2 separate regions of the Mus musculus genome follow, and region 1 is linked to region 2. The links are chromatin contacts, called in public HiChIP or PLAC-seq maps. All regions are on one chromosome and are shown on one strand. Each heading gives the region's core, a stretch centred on a gene start, on an enhancer-like site or on the middle of the called end of the contact. The rest is flanking DNA. Distances are from core to core; before and after follow the strand shown. Region 1 holds the start of Ppp5c (protein phosphatase 5, catalytic subunit). Region 2 holds the start of Inafm1 (InaF motif containing 1).

Region 1 (4,431 bases), core at 430-2,929, 750 kb after region 2:
AATTCTCCATTCCCTTTCAGAACCGAGACACTTGTGCCTGTTGGTCTCCAATTCCTCACTTGCCTTCACCAGCCAGGGTCTTCTGGGCTGGCAGCCTCTTTATCATCTACAACTGCTGTTAACGTCACCGCGTTCCTCTGGGAGCAAAAGCTCTGATGGACAGTGCCTGGGGCTAGGTGATCAGGCACGTGGCTTTCTTTCCGGAAGAACCTTGTTTTCTTAGCCTGTGGCACCTTTCCTGGTTTCTCTTCCACCTCAGTCACTTCTCCTCAGTAGCCCCTTTTCCGCTGTAAACATGAAAACTCCATCCTAGGTTCTCTCTAGATCCCACTCTCTGGTGACTTCATCCATTCCCAGGGCACCTCCAACCATAGGCTGGTTACACTCAAAATTTTCTCCAGTCCAGACTGGTCCCATCTACCCACTCAATGTCCCTTTTCGGACAGCGAAGGAAACCCAAAACTCATCTTTGTGACGAATTCAGATTTTGCATGCTCTGTCCCCTTATCTTAATCTTCTCTTGTATCAGTCTTCCCCTCGTACCCCCAGTTTCCTCAAACTCCAGCCAAGCCAGTCTGTTTTCAATCACTCTCCACCCCAGGGTCTTCACACAAACTCAGTGGTCAGGACCCACGTGTAAAACTCCTTGTCAATTCGCCTCAAAAAGCCTCTTTCTCCAGGCACTCCCGACCTCACCATCGAAAGCAGACTCTAAGCTGTATTTCCTGTGTTGTCACCTTGACCCAAAGTGATCATCACAAGTTTGCAATGATTGGTTCTGCTTAAATCCGAGTCATGTGTTGCATTCATCGCTGCAGCCTCAGAGCCAAGCACAGGCCGTGTAGCACATGACACTTATTTAATACAAGTGTACTGAAAGAATGAATGAACGGAGACATGTCCTCCCACATGGCACTCTTAGCCCAAGATCACCCTATTCGTTCCTGCTCCACCTCTCCACCCTACTCGTTTCCTTGGATCACCCCAAATCGCCTTCCAATATAATTATCTACCTCCATCCCCATAATTCCCTTCTCTATTGGGCCTTCTCTTCTCGGTCATACTCATCTCAGGCCTCCCCACTCGGCAGCGCCATCACTGCCCTAAACACATGTCACTATTTGGTAGCGCCCTCTTCAGGTCTGACCACCATTTAGCACCTCTGTCCAGGTCTCACATTTGGTAGCACTCACATGTCGGCCCCCTGCTTTTCCCCTATCGTGTAGCAGCGCCTGCCTCAGTCTCCCCAGTGAGTGGCTTCTGCTTGGTATCCACTTCTCAGCAGCTCTCCCCAGTCTGTCGTCCAGCCTGAGCCTCCTCCTCGCGCCTGGCTACTCTGTAGTGCTTGCCCGGCGCCCAGGCTGCCGCTCCGCGTTGCCATGGTTCCCCGCCGGGCCTGGCACCCCCACAGCCTGGGCCGCTGTCCACCCTCCCTCACCCCGTCCGGGCCGGGCGCACCTTTGAAGTAGTCGTTGGCCTGTGTCTTGAGCTCCTCTGCCCGCTTCAGAGTGCCATCGGCCGGGGGTTCGTCCCGGGGGGTCTCAGCACACTCAGTCCGCTCGCCCTCCGCCATCGCCATGCCGCAAAGCGACCCCCACCCTGGCAACGGCCGCTCGCGGCACCAGGCCGAACCGTCGCGAAGGAGTGCCGAGTGACCGCCGCCGCTGCCGCACAAGTGTCGTAAAGCGCGGGCCCCAAAGGCACTCCTGACGCGCCTGCGCGGCGTCCCCCCCAACTTCCCCCCCCCCCCGCCCCCGCCCCCAGAGCGCCGGGAGGACAAGGTGACCAGAGGGTATCCAGACCGTACTTGTACTTGTAGAAGTAGCCAATCAGAAAGGAGAGAAGGGGCCTTGTGGATGGGGGCAGGCCGGGAGGGCGCCTACTCCCAAAGTTGCGAGGCTGCAAAAGTTTCTTGGAGATCCCGGCTTCCTTTAGGGTTGGTGATTGGGTTGCGTTGCCTCCGGCGGGTGGGGCTGCTTTCAAACCAGCACCCTGCCCAACCCGGAGTTTGCTCTGGAGCTGGGTGCTGCCAATTACTCGTGTGACCTTGAACAAGTTTATCTCTTGTCTCCTCAGTAACCCTTTTGGAAAATGGGTAGTTTCTCAAGCAAACAAAATAAAACTTGAACGTTGCAAATCAAGGCTCTTTTTGAATTATTAACAAGGCATCCCGATCTTCAAGTCTTGACAAGTCTCAATTGTACCATGTTTGTTCCGAGCCCAACAGCATCCTTATTAATTTATTTTATTTTTTTATTTTGAGATAGGATTTAATTATGCAACCCTGGCTAGCCTGGAACTTGCTATATAAACCAGGCTGGCCTTGAATTCAAAGACCCAGCTGCCTGTACCTCCCAAGTGTTGGGATTAAAGCTTTGCATCATCATGTCAAGTCCTAGAAAAAACCTTTTAAAGGGTCATGGATGTAGCTCAGTTGGTAGAGTACTTGTCTAGAGTGCTCCAGGCTTGAGTTCCAATTCCAGCACTATATAAATCAGGCTGAAAGGTGCACCTCAGTAATTTGAAGGCTTGATAGGTGGAGGCAACAGTATCAGAATTTCAGGTTCAAGGCCAGCCTGGGATACCTGAGACGCTGTTCCGAATACAAACAACCACACCAAAGGGATTTTTTTTTTTCTTCCGAGACAGGGTTTCTCTGTGTAGCCCTGGCTGTCCTGGAACTCACTCTGTAGACCAGGCTGGCCTTGAACTCAGAAATTCGCCTAACTCTGCCTCCCAAGTGCTGGGATTAAAGGCGTGTGCCACAACACCCCAGCCCCAAAGGGATCTTTTAAATGACACTGTTGCTGCTTGCATTTCCTGTGCCTGGATCAGAGCTTCAGCCTCCTCTGATGCTTGCGTTCATCCTCCCTCCTCCAGTTTACCTTCCATATGGCAGTCAGAGGCATCTTGCTGGAATACTGTAAAACTGGCACCCGCCGCAGCCTTCCATGGCTCCCCAGCTCCCTCGTGAGACAACCCAAACTCTTTCTGAGAAGCCACGGGTAGTCTAGCCTCCAGTAACATCTTCAGACCCCACTGTGTATCTTCCTATTCTAGTCTTTAAGTCCTCAATCTAGACACTAACACTATATATAAGTGCTTTAAGGCTGTGTATCAGCCTCACCTCCCCCGCTCCACCCCTGACTACAACTAACAATCACTCTGGAAAATCGATGTTGGTACACATGTCCATTTGACGTGTGTCCACAGGCATCAACGTATTCCTGAAGAGTCTGACTGAGAGTGAATCTGAATCTAATTTCTAGGCACAGTCCCTATTTGACTATACCTGCCAGTGCCAGTGGGATCATGTAGGAAGTGAATTTTCTTTTGATTTTTTTTTTTTTGAGGCAGTATCTGCTCTAACAAATTTGAACCCAGCTCCAATTGTTCCTGAAGCTATGTGATCTTGAGCAAGCCACAATACTATTATTTCCTCTGTGAGGAGGAGCTAGTAATAGTGCCTGCCTATACATGCAGAGGAGGCTTAAGAGAAGCCTGGCTTGGTGGCTCACCCTTGCAGTCCAGCATTTGAGAGGCTGAGGAGGAAGATTTATCCAGAGTTGTTTCAGGCTAGCATGAGCCACAGAGTTAGTTCCAGGTCAACCTGGGTTCTCTCTCTCTGTCTCTCTCTGTCTCTCTCTCTCTGTGTCTCTCTCTGTCTCTCTGTCTGTCTCCCCCCCCCCCCCTCTCTCCCTCTCTCTCCTTTTCCCAGCCAAAAAACCCTAACCTAACCAAAAGTTCATATGAGTTAGTGTTTACCTGAGAGACTTAACAGAAGCACTCTCCATGTAGAGGACATTACAGGTAGCCTGAGTTCAACAAAGTGAATCAAGCTGGAATGAGGGGCTGTTTAGGGGGTGTAGGAAGATCTTGTCCACCTGGGGGAAGCAAAAATGACTTCCTGGAGGAGTGTTAGGCCTGAGGTCACAAGTATTAGGTTTTGTTGGGTGTTTTTTGACAGGGTTCTATATAGTCTCTGCTGGCTTTAAACTCAGGCTACCTTCAGATAAGAGGTGCTGGCATTACAGGTCTGTGCCACTGAGCCCTGTCTTATGTGGTACTGAGGATGGAACTCAGGCCTTCATGCCCGCTAGGCAGTCACGTTATAAACTGAGGCGCATCTTCAGGAAAGACATTTAAAACAGAAGGCACAGCACGTGCAACAACTTGAAAGTGGTTTTGCCTGGGTTCCTGTGTGGGTCACATGGGAGAGGGGTAGAGGAGTGACACTCACGGAGTCGAAACAGAACAGATACACCCTCCCACACGGAATCTGCAGACTCAATCTCCCACACAGTCTCTCTCTCTCTCTCTCTCTCTCTCTCTCTCTCTCTCTCTCTCTCTCTCTGAATTACTGTGCTACAAAGTCCCACACACATATACAGCATCACAGCATCACACCGACATTAAGAAAAGAATCAAAGT
Region 2 (4,185 bases), core at 483-2,982:
CTCTGAAAGGGCTGAAGGACAAAGTGGAGACAGAGCAGAAACCAACGCTGTTCTCAGGTTTCGATCACTAGTTTAATTCTGAGCAACAATGTGTTGTCTTCCTTTTACAAGACCAGAGAGATTTAAGTACATTGCTGTACATCATCCCGTGGGGGATGCTGGTAGGACAGAAGGGAACCAGCAGGACAGGTAACACTCCCATCTGACAAGAGGCCTCAGGTTCCTGATGCTGTCCAGCCTAGGGGGAAGGCAGGCCATAAAGGAAACCCCTTCTTGCAGCTGGCCAGCAGAGTATATCCCAGGCCTGCCTACGGCCAAGCCACAGTCATGGGTAAGGGAAAATGGACTCAATCGCATGACTTCTTTATCAGAAGCTACACCAGTCTCAACATGGCACCAACAGCAATGCAGACCAGTTTTGGTTTGGTTCAGCTATATGCTCCACACTTCCAAAGCAGCAAATGTCACCACCCAAACCAGGACAAGCTAGCTTACGGGTGACATCCTCTACCCCTGCCATTGCAAACTATACCAACTGCAGTTTCCAGCACGCACCACTGTCTCCGAAGCTATACGAGATGACACCCCGAAAACTGGTAAGGCCTTTACAGTATCTGACCTTCAATGGCCCCGAAAACTGGCAAGCCGCTTCTCCCCATTCCAACCCAAAAATTACATGTGAGCAATGAGAGAGGAAAGCCTTTAAGGCCGCGCGGCCACGGAGCTAGAAGGGACCAGCGGCCGAGGCCAACGACCACAGACCAGGTAAGCCAGCTGAGGCTGGAGTTTATTGCCGATGAGCGCTGAGTCCCGGGAAGGAGCAAGGTGGAATAAGGTCGGGCAGGATCAGGACCGCGGCAAGGAGAGAGGCGGCGCCGCGCAGGCGAGGCCCGGTGGTGCAGATAGACAGACGCAGGCCACGGTGGGGGCGGGCCAGACTATCCAGGCGCTCGGCGCGCGGTCTCCCGCGTCGCTCCCGGAGCTGGGCGGCGACTGTGGCGGCGACTCCGTGGCAGTCCTGGCTGCGGTCGTGGCCCGCCGGAGGCCCCAAGCAAACAGGATGCGGGTGCGGCCGGAGGCGGGGCGGGCGGTGCTGCTCGAGCACACGGAGCGGCCGCAGCGCTGGGCAGGGGGTCGGCGGGGCCCGCAGGCGGCCGCGTGGGAACCCAGATGAGCCCGTAGTACACAGCAAGCAGCACAGCGGCCAAGGACACACACAGGAAGTAGGCGCAGACAGGGGCGAGCCGCAGCCATCGGCCACGGGGACCCTCGCTCAGCCCCGTACCACCCGGGCTCTCGCCACCACTGCCCACGCAGCTCGAGCCCCGCATCGCGCTGCCCACTCAGCCTGCACCGACCCCGCCCCCACCCCAGGACCGCCTCAAGCAAGCCACGCCCCTTCCAGGACCACGCCTTGTCAGACAGCACCCCCCCCCCAGCTCAGCTACATCCTAGACACGCCCCTACCGCCTCTGACCCACCACTATCAAGATTTCTTAGCTCTACCCCCTCAAGGCCACGCCCACTCGCTCTTCTCCCGCCCTAGCTGTCACATTTCCAACCGCCTATTCCTGTTTTCTACCTCAGCCCTCTCCGCGCTAATCGAACCCCTTCCTTCTTCGACCGACTGCAGCTCTGCACACTAGCATCCCTCTGCCCGCCGGAGCTAAGGTTCCTACTCTGTTGAAGCCGGAGGCCTACGGAGCTTCTGAACGCTAGCCCCGCCCACCGAGCCCCGGCCCCGGCCCTCCCAGTCTCACATCCCTGGACTACTACGAGAGTTCCGAGACCCAGTTCCCTCCATCACCCCTGCTGGCCCCTTCCCCAGCAACTCCGCACCAGCGTAAACTTCTGTTCCCTAGAGGCGAGGGATCCAGGGTGGACTGCAGGGAGGAGAGCAGCCAGCCTGGGAGCCAGGCAAACCTGCGCTGCCGCCCCTCCCAGCAGCATCTTCAGGACTGCGAGACGGCCTGCGGGGTGGGAGGAGAGAGGTGTGAGGATGAGAGGAGCACTCTCGTCCCGCCTCTTCCGCCAGCCAAGCACAGCAGCCTAGCCTGATCAGCTAGCAGCACAGTTCAAAGGTTGGCGGTAGCACGCGTTTAATTCAATCCCTAGCTGCAGGTTCCTGCACACCCAGGCCTCACAGGGACTGACTCCGAGGGTTCGACCAGACGAGTGCGGTCGGACTGGCACCACTGGGTCCTCAGCGAATTTAGAAGACTCCCCTCGGGCCGGGCTCGTTGCTAACCTGCTTCCTCCCCCACTAAGTTTAACCCTGGCCTGGACGGAGTGTAGCAGAAGCAGAGGAGCTGAAGGTTAGTACAGAGCGAGGCACCCTGGTCTGCTGGCGCTGTCAGCGGGCAGCCCCCGGCGGCGGAGCAGCCGCCACCACCTTGCAGAAACGCACCCTCTGGAAGTCTGTGATCTCCGCCGTCTCCTGGCCCTCGGGGCCCACCTCTAAGGAGACAAAAAGCGGTAAATGGAGGACCAGCCTGCCCGACCCACCCTATCCCGCACCTCAGTCAAACCCACCTACAACTTGGCCTCCAGCTTACTCGACCCTCAGGAGGCCCCTGAAGCAGGAGCCCCTCCAATCTAACCCTGTTGACTACTGGGAAGTGCTAGTGTAATGAGCTCATCCACTCCTCCCAGGACCCCAAACTATCCTGTTTGGCCTGGCCCCTTTCCGAAGATGTCCTTGGCTTCCACTCTCACTATTCCTTTGACAGCCTTTCCTGGCCTCTGCTCCACATCTTATTCTACTGCAGGGGAACTAAAAGATGAACACAAGCAGTAACCTGGCTGATCACGTTAAAGTGACCAAGATCAGTCTCTTGCTTCTACTACGTGGGATCTAAAATCCCACTATGGTCTGACCCAAAACCGCTAACCCTGCCTTCAGATAAGTCTTAAGAGCCGGCTCATTCATTAGTTAAAGTCGTTCCTACCTTTAATTAACCATGTTTTACTTTTACAGGATCTCTAACCAAAATCCAGTTTCAAGCTCAAAATCCTATCGCGTCACCCTCTTACCTCTGGGAATATTCAGATTTCAAATCCCACTTTTAGCTCCTTCCCTGAGCCCAACTTCTTCCTTGCCCAGCGTTCAAAGTTATTCACAATTTCTATTGGCTGGGGCCTTAGGGCCCACCCTTTGCACCCCAAAGGCTTGACTCCAGGCCAAACCCAGCACAGCACCTGACTCAGCTCATGCCCTGTTCTAAGCCCTCACAGGACCCACTCCTTTTCTATCCCCAAGCCCTTCCCTCCCCAAGGAAGGCAAGCAGGCCACCCACCTCCACCAGCTTCATGCATCCCACCTGGAGATGCCTCAGGCCCCTCTTCTTCAGAAGACTTCGGGGTTCCTGCCAAGCTGGGCCCGCTCTCCAAGGAGGCAAGGGGTGGCTGGTCACCTCCTGGAGAAGGGGAGGCTCAGTCAAGCCCCTCCTTTTCCAAATGTCTCTCCATATGAGGGGAGCAAGGGGGTTCAAGGACACAGTGGGGTGGGTGTCATTTAAGGAAGTGAACTTTTTATTGGAGAGAGGCTCTGAACCAGCAAGAGCAGGCTTTGGGAACTGAGATAAGGGCAGGAAGCAGGCACCAACTGCCCTTCTCTGCCACGGGGGTTGAAGGAGGTGTGGGCACAGCCACACCCTTGTGCACACAAACACACACACAAGCAGCCAGTTTCAAGCATTCGCAAAAGGCCAGGCCTCACCCGAAGAGTGGGTACCAGGTAAGTGGGCAGTGCCGGGAGAATTCAGTTCCATCTCCTCACCCCAGTCAGACACAGGCTGGTGGTCCTCAGAGGGTGAGAAGGGGATGGGAGGTTCAACAGGGACTGGGGACAGCAACTCCTGGGACCCGGCAGGCACAGGGTCCACCTGCTCACAGGTGGGCTTCCCAGCAGGCTCAGCTTCAGGCTGGTGATCAGGAACAGTTGCTGCTTCCTGGTCCTTAGGACCCTCTTCATCCTCTTCAAACTCTTCTTCCTCTTCCTCCTCCTCCTCAGTAACATCTTCACTCACGTCCTCCCACTCTTCATCCTCCTCATCTTCCCCCTCTTCTTCTCCCTCCTCCTCTTCCCCCACATCTTCCTCACCATCTTCCTCGGGAGGCCGATGAGCTGGAGCTGGGGTCTCAGAAGCCTGCTGGGAACACAGGCAGATCAAGGAAGTGCTTGGG

What was found. HiChIP or PLAC-seq counts read pairs in DNA pulled down with a chosen protein or histone mark.
Region 1: an H3K27ac HiChIP or PLAC-seq map of microglia shows a contact between it and region 2, with 5 times the contacts expected there. The contact joins the promoter of Ppp5c here to the promoter of Inafm1 in region 2. A contact is called at or near these places in 1 of 115 datasets of contacts at active chromatin or transcription factors (microglia) and 1 of 9 other capture datasets (adipose tissue).

Annotation. Positions count from the first base shown.
Region 1 is chr7:17,026,235-17,030,665 of GRCm38.p6, forward strand. It overlaps Ppp5c (protein phosphatase 5, catalytic subunit), which reads right to left and starts at 1,680. Exons shown (of 13, transcript NM_011155.2): 1 at 1,459-1,680. The coding sequence starts at 1,579.
Region 2 is chr7:16,271,960-16,276,144 of GRCm38.p6, forward strand. It overlaps Inafm1 (InaF motif containing 1), which reads right to left and starts at 1,733. Exons shown (of 1, transcript NM_001136270.1): 1 at 54-1,733. The coding sequence starts at 1,331. The coding sequence ends at 939. Ccdc9 (coiled-coil domain containing 9) reads right to left here. Exons shown (of 14, transcript NM_001382411.1): 12 at 3,779-4,151; 13 at 3,297-3,416; 14 at 2,083-2,457. The coding sequence ends at 2,354.